3 separate regions of the Macaca mulatta genome follow, and all the other regions are linked to region 1. Evidence: chromatin contacts called from public Hi-C data. All regions are on one chromosome and are shown on one strand. The core of a region is the stretch at or near the end of the contact, and the rest is flanking DNA. Distances in the headings are between cores, read along the strand shown. Region 1 holds the start of IST1 (IST1 factor associated with ESCRT-III). Region 2 holds the start of TXNL4B (thioredoxin like 4B). Region 3 holds the start of DHODH (dihydroorotate dehydrogenase (quinone)).

Region 1 (3,303 bases), core at 585-3,084:
CAAAGTGCTGAGATTACAGGCATAAGCCACCACGCCCAGCCAAAAATATCCGCACTTTTTTTTTTTTGAGACGAGTCTTGCTCTATGGCGCAGGCTAGATTGCAATGGCGAGATCTCGGCTCACTGCAACCTCCGCCTCCTGGGTTCAAGCGATTCTCCTGCCTCAGCCTCTGGAGTAGCTGGGATTACAGGTGTTTGCCAACACGCCCAGCTAATTTTTTTTTTTTTTTCGTATTTTTTTTCAGTAAAGACGAGGTTTCGCCATGTTGGCCAGGCTAGTCTTGAACTCCTGACCCCAGGTGATCCACCTGCCTCAGCCTCCCCTAGTGCTGGGATTACAGGCGTGTGCCACCGCGCCCGGCATGGAACCTGGTTTTATCTTGAAATGTTGCAAATGGTTATAAAGATACAGTATTTCCAAATTCATATCAACATCTTATGGTAACGGCTAGCTCCTACTTGTCATATGACTGCCCCGGTTCAAGAGTCAGATGCAGCCTCTACAGCAGGAAGCAAATGACTTCCTTCTAGAGGCTCATTTCTTTTTCTTCCCCCCACCTTTTTTTTTTTTTTTTTTTTTTTTTTTTTTTTTTTTTTTTTTTGAGACGGAGTTTCGCTCTTCTTGCCCAGTCTGGAGTGCAATCACGCGATCTCGACTCATTGTAACCTCCGCCTCCCGGGTTCAAGTGATTCTCCTGCCTCAGCCTCCGCAGTAGCTGAGATTACAGGTATGCGGCCACCACGGGTAATTTTGTATTTTTAGTAGAGACGGGGTGTCTCCATGTTGGCCAGGCTGGTCTCGAACTCCCAACCTCAGGTGATACACCTGCCTCGGCCTTCCAAAATGCTGAGATTACAGGCGTGAGCCACCGCACCTGGCCTTTTTTTTTTTTTTTTTCTGTAGCCCAGACTAGAGCACTGTGACGTGATCACGGTTTACTGCAGCATCGAACTTCTGGGCTCAAGCGATCTTCCTGCCTCAGCCTCCCGAGTAGCTGGGACCACAGGTGCGCATTGCTGCTTCCCTAATTTTTAACTTTTTTTTTTTTTTTTTTTTTTAAGCAATGGGGTCTCACCACGGTGCCCTGGCTGGTCTGCAACTTCCGGGCTCAAGAGATCCTCCCGCCCCGCCTCTCAAAGTGCTGGGAAGGCCCCTTCCAAACTTAAGTAGAGATAAGTTGAAAGGTAACCAAAGAAAAAGTTTTCTTTGAATACCGAGATAAATTAGGGAAATCGCCAGAGAATGTGGTGCTGGGGGAACACTACTAAATTACACCACACAGACCGGAGCGATGCTGGTTGAAAGGGCAACCGGACGGCTTAAAAGCGGGGCGGGGGAACGCGAAAAGCCAGTAGAGGGACTCGGAGGCTCTGGGTGAAGAGTCAGGGATACGCAGGCTTCGAAACCCGCCCGGCCGCTCCACCCAGGGCGAAAGTCCAGCGAAGGGCGGCAACAAATCTCAGGGAGCAACTCCCGGCGTCACAGAGGCAGTACTGGGAGCAGGTTATGGAAGAATCCGGAACCAAGGCACTGGGCGCGGTGAGGCCATAAGCGCAGAGTCCGAGAACCAGCAGCCATTGCTGGCCTCACCTCGCCCAGAGCGAAATTAAGGGCACGGCCCAACAGCTGACTCAGTCGGCGTGTCGCGTCTGCCATCGTCTCCCGTGCCTCCGCCACGGGAAGTAGTCCCCAGCCGCGCCAACTCCAAAGGAAACCAAGGGAAGGTGCCCCGAGTCAGCGCGTGGGTCCCGGCAGCGGCGATCGCGCAGCCAATCCCTAGAAAGGAGGGCGTGGCTATCTCGGCCCCGTGGATCCCTCCGCTCGTGCTTGCTGCTCTCAGGCCGAGGAGCCGCCATTTTGGATGCTGAACCCAGATTCTGAAGTCGGTGTTTGCTGCATTCACGGCAGGATTCGGTTAGGTGAGTGTGGCATCCTCGGCGTCAGAGGTCTCCTCTTCCTCTTCCCTTTGCGCTCCGGATTTAGCGGTCTCTAGCGCTAGGGCCCGGGATTCAAACGACTTCGGAGGGGGCAGCTGAGGAGAAAGGGAAGGATCGTGGGAGTGGGGGTCAGACCGGGGGTCAGGCCCTCGAGGGCCCGCGGCGTAGGAGGCTGCCCATGCCTGGGTGGGTGGGCGTGGCAGGACCGCGAGCGGCTCGGAGGCCGCTAGTCCTGGATACCCGAAGCCGCTTAACTTTCCGTAGTACTCTTGCCCCGAGGTGTATCTTCCCTGGGGCGGAAATACCGCGGCCTCGGCGAGGGCTCCTCGGCGACACCCCTACCCCGTCTTTTCTGGCCTGGAGAGACTTCGGGAAGGTCGGGGCCTCCAGTGCTGCGAGAGGCAGATGCCCCTGAATCCCGGACGCTTCCAGTGGGCGGGGTGGCTTCCTGGGCTTGTTCCTGGGCTGGGGGGCCGGACTTGGGTCCACTTTGGCCGGAGAAAATTACATTTTCTTTCATTGAAGCAAGGAGCGGCCTCTGCCCGCTTTCTCGGATCCCTGCTTGTGTGGTGAGAGATCTTGGGAGGATCCTTGCGCCTCTCCTGTTTGTTTTTGTCGGCGCTCCTCTTTCGGGGTGCTGGAGGTGAGCTCTTGGAACTCAACAGCGTAAACTTTGAGGAGGGTCGGGACTCAGGAGCTGTAGGTTTAATTACAAAAGACACAGTAGCTTCACTCTCTGTCGTAGTAAACTTAAAGTCTGGTCTTAAACAGATCTTTAGGGGAAACTTGAATTTTAAAATTATACGTAATATTTTAACTATTATGGAAAATTTCAAGCAGACAGGAGTACAGTGAATCCTCATCCAGCTTCAAACACGATCAACTCTTGCCTAATCTTGTTTTATCTATACCCCTCCTATGTCTGTATTTTCTAATTTAACAAAATAATAGTTGAAATATATATGTATATATTTCCCTTTCCTTTCCCAGTAGAAGCCTTTTGGCTTTTGTACCTACAAGTCAATAGTTTGTGGGAAATTTGCTTCCTAAGAACTTCTGGGATAGGAGGACTTGATAATAGTCATTAGAAGATAAAAGTGGCCAGATGTGGTGGCTCAGCCCTGTAATCCCAGCACTTGGGGAGGGCTAGATGGGAGGATCACTTGAGCTTAGGAGTTGGAGACCAGCGTGGGCAACATAGCAAAACCCCTACAAAAGTAAAAAAAATAGCCAGGCGTTGAGGCCCGGATCTATAGTTTGGGAGGCTGAGGTAGGAGGATTGCTTGAGCCTGCGAGGTGGAGGCTACAGTGAGTCGGTAATTGCGCCGTTGCATTCCAGTCTGGAGGACCTTGTCTTTAAAAAAA
Region 2 (3,303 bases), core at 272-2,771, 190 kb after region 1:
TTATAAGAATTGTGTGGCAAAAAGAGGTGAGTGGAGAGGACAGTGTATAGGAGGGTGGCCTGCTGTTAAGTGTTGCAGCCACTCTCCTCCCTCCCTCCGACCTCTGCTCGTGAAACCACTGGCTGACTTCAACTGGAACCAGAGGGCAGGGGCCTGTTGAGGCAGGCAAACCTCCCCATCCCAGAGAAGTCTAGAGGAGGATGAAGAATGGCTGTGGAGGGACCAGTGGCAGATGTTCAGCGCACACACTTTATCTACTCTTCTGCACTTTTCATTATTTCAAACCTAACCTATGAAAATTGCCCCATACCTCTATATAGAACACATCCATATTCTTTGTCATGGCAGCATATTATTTCTTGCATGTGTTGTTACACATTTTAAACAGTCGTTTATTGTGTACATTATATTATTACAAAACCTGGCTTAAAGATTCTAGGTGCACCTCATTACATGGCAAACAGATCAGTTAAGAGTGTGTGTGAAAACTACAATTCCATAAACAAATCATAAAATGCTGAGGTACAAGGGGCTTAATCCAACCCCGTCATTTTACAAACTAGCTTGCTTACAGTTGCACTTCCTGTTACAACGACAAGGACTAGAATACAGGCCACCAACTTTCTAGTCCAAAAGAAAAGGTACAAATGGACAGTAAATACATTTGAAAAGTTAAGCTTTACTAGTAAATTATAAGATATGTTTACAAAGTCACTGAATTGGCGAAAATTAAACAAGACAGTGGCACACAATAATGGCAAGAGTATGAATGTAGGGGCAGACACAGGGAGTCCCTACAGGAATGCAGGCACAAAATCTTTCTGGAAAGAAAGGGAACATACTCTTTGACCAATAACTCCACTGCTTTCCTCTCTCCCTCTCTTTTCCTGAGACGGTGTCTCGCTATGTTGCCCAGGTTGGTTTCAACTTCCCAGGCTCAAGCAATCCTCCCGCCTCAGCCTCCCGAGTAGCTGGAACCTGAGGCGCGCGCCACAACTGCAGAAACACCAAAAAAAGAAAAAAACTTTGAACTCACTTTTGTACAAAACCTTATTACAATGTATTCCACAAAAACAACTGGAAATAAATATCCCCAAACACCATTAGTGGTCACCTCTGCGTATGAAGGCACGGGTGATTTTTATTTACAGCGGGGCGCGCATCTCTATTTTCCAAAATATCCGATATATGTATTTAAAGTCACCTGTGTTACGCTGCTCCTGGCCCACACGCGCTAGGGACCGTAGCACTTACCTTACTCGTCCACGCCGCCTCCCTCCCTTCCACTTTGTGACTGTCGGCAACCCCTTCTCGGAAGAGCCCGGGCGCGGACGGCTCCTTTCATCAGCCCCAAGCCGGGCAGAACCCTAAGGCCAAGTCACCCAGGACCTGTTGCCTAGCAACCCTTGTGGCCCCGCTAACGGGAAGGAAGCCGAATAGAAAACGCACAAGCACAGAAAACAAACTCCCAGTCGTCGGTCGGCCCCCGCTCAACAGCCCAATAAACAGAAGAGCTTCTAGTCACCGCCCACCTTGCTCGGCTCTGACCGGAAGCTAGGCGTCACCTCCGCCAGTGTTAAAGATGGTCGAGCTTTTTCCCCTCCTTTTCCTGCCCTCAGACTAGAGGCGGGATGTCGTCTTTTAGACTGTGATTGGTCACAAGGAGACTCGGAAGTGTCTCTGATCAGAGCCCCAGAGGAGGCCTTGAGAGCCTGTTGGCGTTCCGTTCCACACTTGGATCCAGGAATCGGCGTGTTCCAGACTGCTCTCTATGGTAGCTTTGGGCGGATAGAGGGGGCCGCGCAAGGTATTAAGGGACAATAATGGCCGCTTTCAAGGTGTGGATTTTGGCTCCTTGAGCCTGTCTAAGCGAGGGGTGGCAGCGCCGGCGCCCCAAAATCCGGGACAGAAGGGTCCCAAGAGTCGCGCTTGGTGAGGTGAGAGTCCCTTCTTCCTTCCTGGCCTGCTCTTCTATAATGATGGCGGCTCCAGGCGGCGGATATTGGTTCCCTGCCTAGGTCCGGGCCCGTTTGGGGAGTTCCTCTGTCGTCCCTGTCACCCACCTTGCCTTACTCACCTCAGGGATGCTGCACCCGTCCTGCCCGTTTTGGCCTTTCTCCTTGCTCTGGTCAAATCCTGCTGCCTGGAGCGGCCTCGCCGAGATCCAGTAATGCTGCCTGGAGTGGCCTTGCTCCCTCTCCCAGGCCTCCGCTGTAACCCACCCCAGACTGTCTCCCAGCCCGAGTAGGACTCCTTGTGTCTTCCTCTGCTCTCTCACAGTGTTATTTATACCAGGCAGTCTGGTGGGCGATCTCTTCTACTAGAATGTCAGCTTCAGGTGGGCGGGGATTTTTGTCTTGTCTTCTCTGTTGCTGTCGCCGAGAACAGCAATTGGCTCAGGAACGCCCTCAGTGAATAATTGTTGAATGCGTGAATCTAGGTTCTTTCTTCCCTGGCTTTCTCGTACCCCTTGTAGTTTCTTTGCCATTAATTCTTCTCAAGAATCTTGCTCTTTAGCTCTTATTTGTTCTTCTCAGCAGCTAGTTAAGTCCTGTCTGGCTGCCTCCTTGTCATGTGTTGCTGGAATCTTCCTTTGCTGTCTCCAGAAATGTTTGGGTTTCTGTTCTCCTTTAATAAGTTTAAATTAATTCATTTTAAACTTGATCAAACGCTTATTTTGCTAGACATTGAACTACAGCAGTCAACGACACATCCAGTGTTCTCTCACCTGTGTAGAATGGCAGTCCAGGGTACATTTCCTAGTTTAGACAACTATTGAGCAGAGCCTGTATATCTTTATTTTCTTGTGTGGATTTCCTCGCATACGTACAGATGTCACCAATATGCAGCTTTCTTTTTTCTGTTCTGCCTGATGGCATTTTCAAAATGTAACTCTTGTTTCTGCATTAATATTATGTGTCCAGTCTGTTTGGCAGTATTCTATAGAGCTGTGCATTTAATTAGAGTTTGGTAAAAAATTCTGGATTCTGGTGGCACCTCCTTTGCTTTGCTAACTTGTTGGAATGAGAGGAATTATCCAAGCACCCAGAACTGGTATATGTTCATGAGTGGCAGATGTGTAGTGAGAGGTAAAGAGAAGCTTGTTCCAACTTGAGTGCCAGAAGTCTTGTAGCCACTTAAATACTTCTCAGTAACACCTTTTCCTAACCTAGTATTTCTCATAAATATTTTTGGTAAACATGGATTGTTATTAAACTGATTTTGGCTGCTGTGAGTAAATTGTTTTCTGTAAAACGCAGCTAGGCTAAGAAAAGCCACTGAAGTATGGAGAACATGGATGGT
Region 3 (3,303 bases), core at 533-3,032, 130 kb after region 1:
AGAACACCATGATCCTGGCGGCGGTGCAGGGACTCCAGCACGGAGCAGCTGTGCTCAACTGCCGCGGCCGCCTGGTCCCCGGGACTCTCCTCTTTTTTTTTTTTAATGCATTACGGAAACTTTTAAATGTGATTTTTGTACATAAGGAGTATGAGAGTAACCCTTTTACAAATGAACCTAATTTACTAGAACAAACAATGACAAAACTGAACTGATATTTGATGTGAATCCATAGGAGTTTAAGCTTCAAATCCAGCCAAGAAGTTTGTTACAATCTCCGTCAGCTTTGCATCTGAGTCTTCCGAGATCTTTCCATCAGCCCTGACAGTGCCCAGCAGGGCTTAGTGCTGGCTGACAACATGAGACAAGAAAGCATTCTCAAATTTTGTAATCTTGCTGGGCTCCAGTTTATCAAGATACCCCCTTTACACCCACATAGATAACAGCCACTTGTTCTTCAGTAACCATGGGAGAACACTGTCCTTGCTTCAGCAACTCAGTTAGACGCACACCACGACTCAAAAGTTGAGTGGGAGCATTGAGGTCAGAACCAAACTGGGCTACTCAGGAGGCTGAGGCAGGACAATGGCGCGAACCCGGGAGGTGGAGCTCCTAGTGAGCTGAGATTGCACCACTGCACTCCAGCCTGGGCAACAGAGCAAGACTCTGTCTTAAAAAAAAAAAAAAAATCCCCGCAGTAAACCACACTCCAACAGGGCTGCACACTCAGGGTCTTGATTAGAAACAGTATTTAAAAAAACACCTCCACATCTGTTGCACCAGAATGCCAAGGTTTAACCAGGGACACTTTCCCCAGGAGGCATAACAGGTGCAGGGCCAGGGAAGGGCCTCTGACACTTTTAGGGTCTCAAGAAAATGGGTTTTTTTTTGGTTGTTTTTCTTTGTTTTTGAGACAGAGTCTCGCGTTGTCGCCCAGGCTGGAGTGCAGTGGTGTGATCTCAGCTCACTGCAACCTCCACCTCCTGGGTTCAAGCGATTCTCCTGCCTCAGCCTCCCAAGTAGCTGGGATTACAGGCGCCCGCCACTACGCCCGGCTAATTTTTTGTATTTTATTTTATTTTTTTAGTGGAGACGGGGTTTTGGGTGTTGACCAGGTCTCGAACTCCTGACCTCAAGTGATCCGCCTGCCTCGGTCTCCCAAAGTGCTGGGATTACAGGCGTGAGCCACCGAGCCTCAAGAAAATGTTTTAATTTCCTTAAAAAACCTTAAGAAAAATCAACTTTTAAGTTGAAAAACTTTATATATTCACATATTCATCTTTATATCAACACAGCAGTAAAATTCATTTTTTAAAGTGATAAAAACTGTACAAATATTTCTGGTGTGAAACACAGCGTTTTGATGTCTACACTAAAACAACTTCAGGAAGGGGCCCACAAAAGTCACAACGCGGCCCCGGCAGAAAGGCAGAAAGGCACCGGTGTGTGGCACGACCTCAACACCTGTCTTCCTCACAGAGCCTCGACGCCTAGCGGACTCTCGGATTCGAGGCTGCGGTACCACGGACAAACCCCGCGCAGCAGCTTCTCTGCCAACCGCCGGCGACGAAGCGGCAGACCGTGAGCAGGGCGGGCGGAAGAGGTGTGGCCGCCGCTACTGCGCACGCGCACCCAACCAGAACCTGGGGTGATGCCGGGCCTTCCCCGCTGCGCGGAGGCGACCGCTCAACCCTTCTGCCCGGCGATTGGTGGGCTGGCGGCTAAGGGGCGGAGATAGGAGGGGCCGCTGCCATCTTCTCCAATGGAACGGAGACAGGGGCGGGCTTATTGACGGAAGGAGCATGGCGTGGAGACACCTGAAAGTGAGTCTCGCGAGTGAGCAGTGTGTATCGGGAACCGGGGGTCCGGGCGGGCAAGAACGGAGAGTCAGGCCGGGCGAGGCATGGACCGAAGGCGGCTCCGGGAGAGTGGGCCCCCCGGGACGTGTGCGTGTTTCCGGGGACGCCTGTAAATGCTCGCGCGTGTGCATTTGCACGTGGACTCGGTCAGGCGTGAGCAGACAGCGCCTGCAGGTCTGGATGGGTGCTGATGTGAGTGTCTGCGTCTGGGCCATGTTTTTGAGCCTGGCACAGGGGTGCTTAGTGAACACATGACCGCCTAGCGTTGTGTGCAGGATCCAATGGGGAATGAAACTAGAGTAGGACATGGTCCCAGTCCTTTTAGGTAAAGTTTTGTTAGGGCGAGGGGCTCTATGTGAAAAGTTCTTAGTTGTATCCCCGTATGTAGTAGGTGTTCAAATATTTGTTGATTGGCATGGGGTTGGGGGGTGGAGGCGTGCAGTCTCCAAGGGAGGCAATGAAAACCTTGAGTCTCTTTTTATTTATTCATTTGAGACGGAGTCTCGCTCTGTCGCCCAGGCTGGAGTGCAGTGGAGCGATCTTGGCTCACTGCAAACTCCGCCTAGCGGGTTCAAGCGATTCTCCTGCCTCGGCCTCCTGAGTAGCTGGGATTACAGGCGCGCGCCACCACGCCTGGCTAATTTTGATATTTTTAGTAGAGACGGGGTTTCACCATTTTGGTCAGGCTGACCTCGTAAGCCTCCCAAAGTGTTGGGATTACTCCTGACCTCGTAAGCCTCCCAAAGTGTTGGGATTACAGGCGTGAGCTACCGCGCTCGGCCTGAGTCTCTTTTTAAAATAAATATATGGAGAGAGATGGGATCTCACTGTGTTGCCCAGGCTGGTCTAGAACTATTGGCCTCAAGGGATCTTCCCGCCTCAGGCTCCCAAAGTAGTAGGATTACAGGCGTGGGCTACCGCACCCAGCCAATGAATACTTGATCTACATCTCTTTAACAGTTTGGAAGGATCTTTAAAAGCAAATCTGATCATGTCATTTCCTGGCTTAGGGAACAAAACCCACATGTTGATTTTGGCCAAACTCCTGCTCATTTCTCCTGTTTCGTCTTAAGCCTTACTTTCCCTCACTCCTCTGTTCCAAACTTTCTCCCTTTCTCATTCTCTTCTGCTACTGAGAGAGCCTTTACACTTTTTCCTCTCCCTACTGCCTTCTGGTTAACTTTTTAAAAATAATTGAACCAGAATAGGTTCAAAGAGACTCCCAACAATTCGTTTATCCCTTGAGTATCAGCTTTAAGTCATTTCCTTAAGGAAGCCTTTCCTTACCTCTAAGATTAGGTTGAATACTTTCATTACCATATACTTTTTATCCTTCATCACAGTTGCCATGACTATGTATTTGCATGATCATTGATTTCTGTCTGTCGCTTCATAAGATCACACTCTCCATGATGGTAGGGGCAAGATCTGTTTTGCCATCTTT

What was found. Hi-C and Micro-C count contacts between places; a contact is called where the count stands out from the background.
Region 2: a Hi-C map of fetal cortex germinal zone shows a contact between it and region 1, with 2.5 times the contacts expected there. The contact joins the promoter of TXNL4B here to the promoter of IST1 in region 1. A contact is called at or near these places in 2 of 14 Hi-C or Micro-C datasets (fetal cortex germinal zone and liver).
Region 3: a contact with region 1 is called in a Hi-C map of fetal cortical plate, with 2.6 times the contacts expected there. The contact joins the promoter of DHODH here to the promoter of IST1 in region 1. A contact is called at or near these places in 2 of 14 Hi-C or Micro-C datasets (fetal cortical plate and liver).

The regions. Positions count from the first base shown.
Region 1 is chr20:67,979,719-67,983,021 of T2T-MMU8v2.0, reverse strand. It overlaps IST1 (IST1 factor associated with ESCRT-III), which reads left to right and starts at 1,834. Exons shown (of 11, transcript XM_077984559.1): 1 at 1,834-1,920. It overlaps LOC144337700 (a long non-coding RNA gene), which reads left to right. Exons shown (of 4, transcript XR_013411133.1): 4 at 606-736. It also overlaps a transcript of ZNF821 not described here.
Region 2 is chr20:67,785,855-67,789,157 of T2T-MMU8v2.0, reverse strand. TXNL4B (thioredoxin like 4B) reads right to left here and starts at 1,521. Exons shown (of 4, transcript NM_001257626.1): 1 at 1,255-1,521. It overlaps DHX38 (DEAH-box helicase 38), which reads left to right and starts at 1,801. Exons shown (of 27, transcript NM_001257881.1): 1 at 1,801-1,937.
Region 3 is chr20:67,851,283-67,854,585 of T2T-MMU8v2.0, reverse strand. DHODH (dihydroorotate dehydrogenase (quinone)) reads left to right here and starts at 1,782. Exons shown (of 9, transcript XM_077984538.1): 1 at 1,782-2,051. The coding sequence starts at 1,803. It overlaps LOC709452 (coiled-coil domain-containing protein 25-like), which reads right to left and starts at 254. Exons shown (of 2, transcript XM_001097970.5): 1 at 1-254. The coding sequence starts at 10. It also overlaps a transcript of ZNF821 not described here.